Regions from separate parts of the Mus musculus genome. Here region 2 is linked to region 1. The links are chromatin contacts, called in public HiChIP or PLAC-seq maps. All regions are on one chromosome and are shown on one strand. Each heading gives the region's core, a stretch centred on a gene start, on an enhancer-like site or on the middle of the called end of the contact. The rest is flanking DNA. Distances are from core to core; before and after follow the strand shown. Region 1 has its middle 23 kb from the start of Mogat2. Region 2 overlaps Gdpd5 (glycerophosphodiester phosphodiesterase domain containing 5).

Evidence for each region. HiChIP or PLAC-seq counts read pairs in DNA pulled down with a chosen protein or histone mark.
Region 2: a FOXA1 HiChIP or PLAC-seq map of pancreatic cancer cells shows a contact between it and region 1. The contact joins two enhancer-like sites. A contact is called at or near these places in 5 of 39 promoter capture datasets (the 3T3-L1 cell line, the C10 cell line, the SN4741 cell line and 2 more), 2 of 15 datasets of contacts at CTCF or cohesin (large pre-B cells and pro-B cells), 16 of 484 Hi-C or Micro-C datasets (the 63-12 cell line, B cells, the N1E-115 cell line and 7 more), 4 of 115 datasets of contacts at active chromatin or transcription factors (bone marrow-derived dendritic cells, embryonic stem cells, large pre-B cells and 1 more) and 1 of 9 other capture datasets (liver).

The regions. Positions count from the first base shown.
Region 1 is chr7:99,213,817-99,218,193 of GRCm38.p6, forward strand. No RefSeq gene overlaps it. Among named protein-coding and RNA genes, the nearest start is that of Mogat2, 23 kb to the right of the region's middle. Within about 2 kb of position 1,740, at least 108 of the 459 cell types and tissues checked have an H3K27ac peak or open chromatin away from gene starts, as enhancers often do. A contact at or near this core is called in the N1E-115 cell line, the SN4741 cell line and pancreatic cancer cells, where this site is marked.
Region 2 is chr7:99,439,362-99,443,738 of GRCm38.p6, forward strand. It overlaps Gdpd5 (glycerophosphodiester phosphodiesterase domain containing 5), which reads left to right. Exons shown (of 18, transcript NM_201352.3): 6 at 1,811-1,904; 7 at 2,527-2,586. Among named protein-coding and RNA genes, the nearest start is that of Klhl35, 24 kb to the right of the region's middle. Within about 2 kb of position 2,395, at least 78 of the 459 cell types and tissues checked have an H3K27ac peak or open chromatin away from gene starts, as enhancers often do. A contact at or near this core is called in the N1E-115 cell line, the SN4741 cell line and pancreatic cancer cells, where this site is marked.

The DNA of each region.
Region 1 (4,377 bases), core at 490-2,989:
GCCTGCAGTATGTGCTGGGACTGGAGCCTAGAGATCAGAGAGACTTCACCCAGCAACTGATGGGAGCAGATGCCGTGTTCCACAGCCAGAGAACAGGCAGAGCTTGGGGAGTCCTGTGGGGGAGGAGGAAGAATTGGGGGAACCAGAGGTATCAAAGAACATGGCCCACAGAAACAACTGATCCCGGGACTCAAGTGGACTCATAGAGATCAGAGTGCCTGCATGGGCTGACCTAGGTCCTTCACATATAAGTTATGGTTGTGTAGCTCTATCTTCTTGTAGGACTCCTAACAGCAGGAGCAGGGCTGTCTCTGAATGGTTTGCCTGCCTTTGGGACCCGTTTCCTCTTACTGAGTTGCCTCATCAGCCTCGATGTGAGAATGTGCGCCTGATCTTACTGTAGCTTGCTACATATTTGATCAATGTCCCTGGAAGCCTTGCTCTTTTCTGAGGGGAGATGAAGGGGGAAGGACCTGGGAAAAGGGAATGTAGTGAGGATTTTGGTTTCTTTAATAAACGTATATGTGGTGGCACACACCTTTCATCCCAGCACTCCAGATTGGCAGTTGGATTTCTGCAAGTTCAAGGTCAGCCTGATTTACCTAAGTGTGTTCCAGGCCAGTCACAGCTTCAAAGTGAGACCGTGCCTCAGAACAATTACCAAATTAAAAGCAAAACATAGCTGCCTAGTTCAGCCCATTCTACCTGCCCATGTGGCCTGGCCCACGCCCCACACCAGCTCCAAGCTCTTCCGGGCCACCTTCAACTTTGGGAAGGAGTCCCTGCCTCCCTGATGGTGAGGTTCTATAGGACAGCCAGCAAGGACAAGTCAGGGACTGGTTCTCCTGGGTCACCACTTTCAATGCCAGTTTCTGGTCCATCATGAGGTCTTGATAAAAGTTTGCTGAACACGGACCTACCCCTTAAAGTCCTCTTCTCACCCTTGATCTCTGAACATCACAGTCGAGCAACATCCCCACAGCGCCCTCCTGTCTGATTTGCTCACTCAGCAGTTTCCTTCCTTCCCTCTGTCCTAAGAAAACGGAGCGCCCGTGGGAAGGTGAGCCTTGGCCCATGCCACGTGGACACAGGCTCTACTGGGCTGACTGACCCCTGTCCTATTTGCCACCCAAGTCACCATAAAGCAGTATCAGACAGGCTGGGCCTCAGCAAGCCCTTTGTCCCCTTGGGTGATGATGTCTGAGAACTTCTCTCGGGTCAAAGGGCAGTCTGATTCCAGAGGAGACTCCAGCCATCCCCATCATTGGAGGACTCCTGACCCGCTGTATCACACTGACAAATCTTGTGTGTAGTTGCATGTGTGTTGAAGTGGAAGAGACGGTCTTCTGCATATTGTGGGGCACCCCAGGGGAGGCTCCCAGAGGGCCAGGAGGTGGGGGAATGTGAAGATTAGTGCTTGAGCCTGTTCTATGTGTAGCGTTAGGGAATCCAACTGCTGTAACCAATATTCTCCAGCTCAGAGGCTGCGGCCATGAAAAGCACCCTTGAACCTGAACACAAAGCCCTCCTGTGAGCTCAGAGTCCTACACTTCTGGCTTGTGCTGCTGGTGTCTGTAACATGGGGAGTCTAAGGTCATGTGAGAGAGGGCGAGTCCTTTTCCTCAAGTCTTTCCCCTTCTCCTGTTTCCGTCCTGGCAGCGTCATGACTAAAGGCAAGCCTGTCCTCCGTGCCAGCCAGGCTGGGGGTCACAGCTATGGCTCCTGTTCCAACCTTTGCTCAGACCTGCCCCACCCCTCTTCACGCTTTCTCCTTGGCCAGCTGGGTATCTGTCCTTCAGTGTCTTCCAGGCAGGCCGCCTCATGCTGCAGCATGGGGGTCAGGAGAAAGCCCGACTGCGAGTCTAAGGGCTTGTCTCATTACAGTGGCAGTTGTCACCACCTTCCCCTCCTCCCACCCTAGAGGGAGTGTGAACTGAGCAGGGTGACTCACACATAGCCATCAGACTGAGGCAGAATAGGCTTGTGTGACTCAGAGGTCACAAAAGGCAGCTGGCCCCTCTCTTCACACTCACTCCTTCTAGGAGAAGCCCAGCACTGGTGGCCCATGGAGAGGCCCACAGAGAGACCCCACGGCAAAGAAAGGAGGTTCCTACTTATCAGTCATGTGAGTGGGTGTGGAGGTGAGCCCTGCAGTCCCCATGCAAGCTTTCCAGGGTTCAGCCTAGTCAGCAGCCTAGCTGCCACTCAGAGGGTCCCTGAGCCAGAGCCACCAGCCAAGTCACTCCCAGGTGCCCACCCTCAGGAACTCACTTGGAGTCAGTAAGTGTTACTTAAAGCAGATAACTATTATAATAATCTGTTACAGGCAGTGATGGCTAATAATCTTGACCATCTCCAAATAAAAAGGTCCAGAATGCAGGATGGGCCAATGTGCCCGCTTCACTTAGAGGGTGGCTGAGGTACTGTAGCTTGTGTAGTGAGCATGTGTGTGTGTGTGTCTGTCTGTCTGTCTGCCTGCCTGCCTGCCTGTCTCTGTCTCTGCGTGTAGACCTTAGGCATAGGTCTTAGCTCTCAGGTTCCCAATACCATGAGAGACAGAAAGCCCCCCCCCCCATGCCCTCATGTATTTGTGATCATGACCCTTACTTCTTAAGAATTAAATGTCCACCTTGACTCAAGGAAGAAGACAGAGTAGACAGGGATATGACATAAGGAGTGAGTTGGGGTGAGTGGCACTGACTGAGTCAGACAAAGAGCATTCTGAAGGAACAGAAGGTGCCTAAGCTGGAGCAAGCACACAGGGGTGTGTCCCGAGGTGCAGGGCAGCAGTGTGCAGAGGTTAAGGTGAGACTAGTTGGGCCTACGGGCAGATGAAAAAGGGCCTCGAAGGCCAAAGGGAAGAGAGAGATGCGTGTCATCCCGAGCACTGAAAAGGACGGTGGGTTTATGGACGTTGGGTTTTATTTGAGAGGGTCGATCAGGTCCTGCAGGGGTGCGTAGTGTGCAGCAGGCTGCTGAGAGCTGGGGCAGAGGAAGGGAAGCCCGGGAAGATGGAGGAGGCGCTTCTCACCCCCTGCATTAGACGGATCATGCTGGAGGGTGAGGAGGAGGCGTTAGGCAACGGGAAGGTGATGGGCGGGAAACAGCCCAGGCAAGATCAAGAGGTGACCTGAGTGTCCTCACGGTGTCACTGCGACAGAAGCTTAGGGCTAAGGACTAAGATAAATACCAAGGATCAGAGCAGGACAGGAGGCCATGGGGAACAGCAAGCTGATCCTGGGCTCCAAGGTAGACATCATCCGTCTCCTATAGATCCCCCTGAGCCCTATCCAGCAGCCTCAGCCCACCTGCTTGGATATAGACAGTCACAGGCCCGCTGTCCCTCCAGCTTCCTCTGCAATGGAGCACTAGGATTCAGCAGGAAGTTGACGGAAAGAAGGAAGCACGGAGGGAGAACACGAACACGTTCTTGCTCTTGTCAAACAAAGTCCCTCAAAGCTGCCCGTGTCCTTGCCAGAGGATGGGTCCTGGGTATGGCTAGCTAGGCACTGTTGTCTCTGGGTGGTGACAGTGTCTGGTGCAACATCTGTGGCTTACAGCACCACACAATGTGGTTTCCAAAACCTGTGGGTACCTAAAGAAGTTGTTCCTTTAGTACAGCCATCTCAGATTGTCCCCTGGTTCCCTCTGAGAGCAAGATTGGCCTGGCACAGTGGAGAGCCATGGAAGGCTTTTGAGCAGAGGGAGTGGTGTCAGAGGGGGGAATGGAGACGGGCCAGATATGCCAGGCTGACTGAGTCCCCTGAGGTGCAATAGCTTTATTATGGCCATGAGATGGGGATGGGGTGGGGGCGGGAATTCTGCCACAGGCTTTTAGTTTTAAAATTTTGGTAGACAGTTTATAAAGATGGCCACCAGCACTCTCCAGTGCCTTTTGTGATGTGGCAGCCCTCCTCTTCACACTCAGAAGTGGCTCTAGTCCTGATTCCTGGCCTTGTGACCACTTAGGAGCAGTGTGTAGTTGAGTTGACACTGCAGGCTGTGTAGCCCTGGACTCCCATTCCTTTGGAATCCAGCCATCACAGAGCGCTAAAGAGGCTGTCAGGAGAAAGCTGGGCTCTGTGCCCTGCTGTGACAGTGTATACAGCCACCCCAGCCTCACATGACCTACAGGACCCATGCAGCTGCAGCAGCTGAGGCAACTCAGTACTGGGGTACACAATTCCTCCTGCCTTCAGCTATTTGGTAGCTCTGACTCAGTGGCAAGTAACTGCTATGACCCCCTTTAACTGCCATCTTCTTTGCCATCTTGTCCTTTAAGGTCCTGTCCATCACCTCTTCCTCCAAATCTTCCCTGAGCCAGAAGACAACACTCACTTCTCCGATCCCCTGCCCTCTCCTTCTGATATGATTATT
Region 2 (4,377 bases), core at 1,145-3,644, 230 kb after region 1:
CGACACACACACACACACACACACACACACACAGAGGGAGAGAGAGAGAGAGAGAGAGAGAGAGAGAGAGAGAGAGAGAGAGAGAGAGAGAGAGAGGTTGTAATCAAGATCCAGGAGTTGGCACTGAATGGGGATAGACATGGGGCCTGGAGCATCCAGCCATTTGCCATTGAGACAACATTAGCATCTGCAGAGTTCACACAGGAGAATACACTGGGGTTGCAAACAAAATCATAAAAACACCCAAGCAAACTTTAGACGATGTTTTACAAAAGTTCATGGATGCGGCCCATGGGCTGCAGGTTGGTCACACCTGGTAGGCTACTCTGTGTTTGTCCTGGAGGTGTCCCTGCCCAATGTGGCTAGCGTGACCAGAAGATCTTTTCACAGTAGCTCCAGGGCCAATCCCCTGCCTTCCTTGGGCTTCAGTTTCCTAAGCTGTACAGTAGGTGAGCCTTCTCTGTGACCTTCTGAGTAGCAGGCTCCCCACAGACTCAGAGCAAGGCTCTGGGAAGGGATAGGGGAGGAAGATGCCCCGTGGAGTGGAGTCTTCCCGATGTCACCTCCCAGCTACAAGCAGGGTCCTGGCAGTGGCTCAGATTCTGCAATACACCAAGTGAGTGCATTCGCTGTCCGAGCCTCTCTCTCCTCACTAACACAAGGAGGTTGAGTGAGAGTGAGTGAGCTGTCTTTCTGTAGCTAAGCTGCAGCCTCCAGGACTGGGGAGAAGTTTGCTCCCTCTGCCCTGTCATTCTGTTTATAGCAACACAATCAAGGAAATAGAAATTCAAAGAGAAACCGGGCGTGGTGGCGCACGCCTTTAATCCCAGCACTCGGGAGGCAGAGGCAGGCGGATTTCTGAGTTCGAGGCCAACCTGGTCTACATAGTGAATTCCAGGACAGCCAGGGCTACACAGAGAAACCCTGTCTCGAAAAACCAAAAGAAAAACCAAAAAAAAAAAAAAAAAAGAAATTCAAAGAGATGTGGCCATTTTCTCATCTCTGTGTTAGCTTATACAGCGAATCAATGCAAACTAGGAAGTTTCATTAATGGGAAGCTGCCTATATTCAGCCCATGAGTTCAAGAAGACCACGTGCTGGTTTTTTTGGTTTTTTTTTTTTTTAAATCACATTTTCTCAGCACTTTTTCTGGTTTCAGTGAATGCTCATGTTAGGAAGAGTTTGTTATGTCCTTGCCACAAGCCTCCCTCCCTTCACTCCCTGAAGCCCTATGATGGGCGTTCCACCATCTCCATCCTCCAGGTGAGCAAACTGGAGTGGTACAGATCTCCACCTCTAAGGCTCCACATTTTCACGTTTTGCCATTGAACTTGAGGTGAATGGCACAGTCAAGGGCATCTTGGGCTCTGTAACACCTGTCATTGCCACAAGGTCCTAAGAGCCAGCAAGAGGCAGTGTGGGGATTAGATCTCAGAGTGTGTTCATCCCTCAGGGTTGTGCTGGCCATGCTCCTGAGGGTGGCGGGCACAGGTGTGTGGAACAGCCCTGGGGTGGTTATCCCGGATCCGCTGTTCATGCGCGAATAAAGGTGCAGTGCAGGGGCCCATGGGAAGGAAGTGTAGTGGCCTTCAGAATGGTGACTCTGGCCGATTCTGCTTCTTGCTTTCTGAGTGCCCACCAGAAGTAGGCATGACTGTCAATAAAGGAAACACTGATTGCCGATAGAGGGCGGGAAGGGCCCGTTTGTGGTTCTCCGACTGCAGCTTCCTGAGAGCTGAGACTGTCCTAGATCCTTGGCTGGGCCATGGCTCAGTGGAGGTCTGTCTGACTTCTGTCCTTCTCCCACCAGGTACCTCTACAACCGCATGGGCTACTGGAGCGACTGGTCCGTGCCCATCCTGGTGACCTCGGCTGCTGCTTTCACATACATCGCAGGCCTCCTGGTATGGAGGGGTTGGGGGAGGGTCCCTTGGTGGCTCTGCTCCCAGGAGGAGCAGGCTTGGCGGTCTACAGGGGTATAGGGCTATTGTCCACCCGGACTCCTTCGGTGTTGCTTGGCAGGAGGAGGTCTCATTTTCCTAGTCTCCTTCGGCTGTCCCTCTGAAAGCCCCTCCCTGCCATCCAGGCAGAGGAGCCATTCTGGCTTTCAGCATCTACTACAGACGTCTTCCAGAAACTGCTTGGGCTGCCTACCCACAGTGCCCTCCACACTGAGAGACTCGGGTTGAGCACACTCAGCACTGGCAGCTCCTTGGGGGCAGGGCTCAGATCTGCCTCTGAATCTCCCAACAAGCTGAAGTGTTATGCAGGGCAGTCTTCCTGCAGCCGAACCCAGGGACCTTTCACAGGGGAATTCCCAAAGGAGGAGGCTTGAGGCCTGGAGTAATCTGGAAGGAAGCCAGGCCTGGACAGGGCTGGCCCGGGCATTCCTGGTGCCTGTGGGGAGGGTGTGTTGCCTGCCTAGGGTCACACCAAGGGCAGGAGTGTGGGGCAGGGTGTTTGGAGAGCTGGCAAGCTTTCTAGGCACACGTGGTGGCTTGACTGGCCCCCTGGGCCTCTCTTCAGGTCCTGGCACTATGTCACATCGCTGTGGGGCAGCAGTTGAACCTGCACTGGATACACAAGGTAATGGAAGGCTGCTCTAAGGGGGAGGGGAACAGAGGCCTGGAAGCACAGGGTAGCCTGGGTGGTCCCTCCCCCTGGCTCGCCTCTGTATCTGCTCTGCTATTCCACTGAACTCTTACTGGGCCAGGCACGGCCTGCCCAGTTTGCATTCACTCCCTTAACCCTTACAGCCCTGCAGAGTACGCATGGCCACCATCCTGCGCTGCAGGGGCAAAACCCAGAGGTTAGACAACATGTGTAAGGTCTCACAGGGTGAATGGGAGGCCTAGTGTTCTGCCCTGCGGCCAGGCACTCAACAGCACCCGCTCTGCCTTCGCTCCGCCTTCTCTACTGTATCCCTGAGTTCTGGTGATGGTGTCTGGGATAGCCCAGACTGTCCCAGTCTGGTCCTGATGACTCTCTGCTACCACCATGGGACAGTCACCTCAGCTTCTACTGTGGGAGACATCATTCCTACCCTTGGCATGCCCACCCTTCCTTGGCTTTTACCCCCTTGCTCTGGCCTTCATTTGTTCTCTCTCTTTGAGCCCTTTTCTGTATTTGAACCCTCTCTTTGCAGCCTGTATCCCAAGGCAGGGGTTCTCCTCAGCTCCGGCAGCCTCCCCTCCCAGATACATTTTACAACATTTGTGTTATCAATTCCATCAGGTGCCTGATCCCAACCCACTCTAATTTGGTGACCCTTGAAGACTAAACTGGCACTGGTGGCTTCTTCTGCTGTCCCCAGTGTTCATTCCAGACTAACTGGTCCAAACCTTCTCTCTCCCTCTCTCTCTCTCCCTTTCCCTCTCTCTCTCCCTCTCCCTCTTCCTTTCCCTCCCCTCTGTCTCTCTCTGCCTCTCTCTGTCCCTCTCTGTCTCTGACACACACACATACACACACACACACACAAACACACACACACACCTATGCTGAGTATAGGTTGTTGATACCTGCTATGCTTGATCAGGGTCATAGGCCTGGGCTAGTCCTGGCCAAAATAGAGCCATCCCCTATGAGGAGCTCTGAGGGGTGGAGATGGGAAGGTGGGGGCTCCAGGGGCTGTGGTAGTGGAGTGGGGAGGAGTCATCTCTTTCACCACAGCATGGCTAGAAGTAGGCACACATTCTAAGAAGAGGCAGAAATGTCTGGAAACAAACAGGACCTAGGAGACTGCCCCAGCTAGCAGGGAGACAGAAGGAAGGAGAGGGAGCACAGGCAAACTTGAGTTAGAGCGGAGCGGGAGGGGAGCACCTTGGGAGCCAGGCCTGGGTGACTGAAGTCTTGCTGGGATGAAGAGAGCAGTCCCTGCTGATGACTCCATACTGAGGACTGCTCTGGGACTTCCTCAGCCCACTCTGGGAGGTGCTTTCTTCTCTCAGCTGCATGGCTAACACTTGAAAGAGGATATCTATCAGCTGGCATCTGGGGACCGGGCACACATGCTGTGGTGACCTCCCGGGGCTGTGCCTGGCTCTCAGCAGGTCAGGTCACACATGCTTGATCCTAAGGGAGAAGCTTGCAGTTCTACAGAGCCAGCCAGATCAGAAGGGTCCCCGAGGGGTCCCTCAGGTGCCCTGTGTCCTGCTCCAGGCCCTTTCCCTTCCTTCCACACCATCCTGCGGGATCTCAGAGGCAGCAGGGCCTGCCAGGCAGAGACGATCCCAGCTGGAGCTGTTTCCAGGCTGGCCTGGCTGGCTTGGCTGCCCAGGCTCTGGGTATTAGTACAGGGCCTGGAGATTCTACAGAAGTATTTAAGGAATCCTGGTCCTTTCTGCCTGCTCACTTTATCTTCATCCATTTTTTACGTGA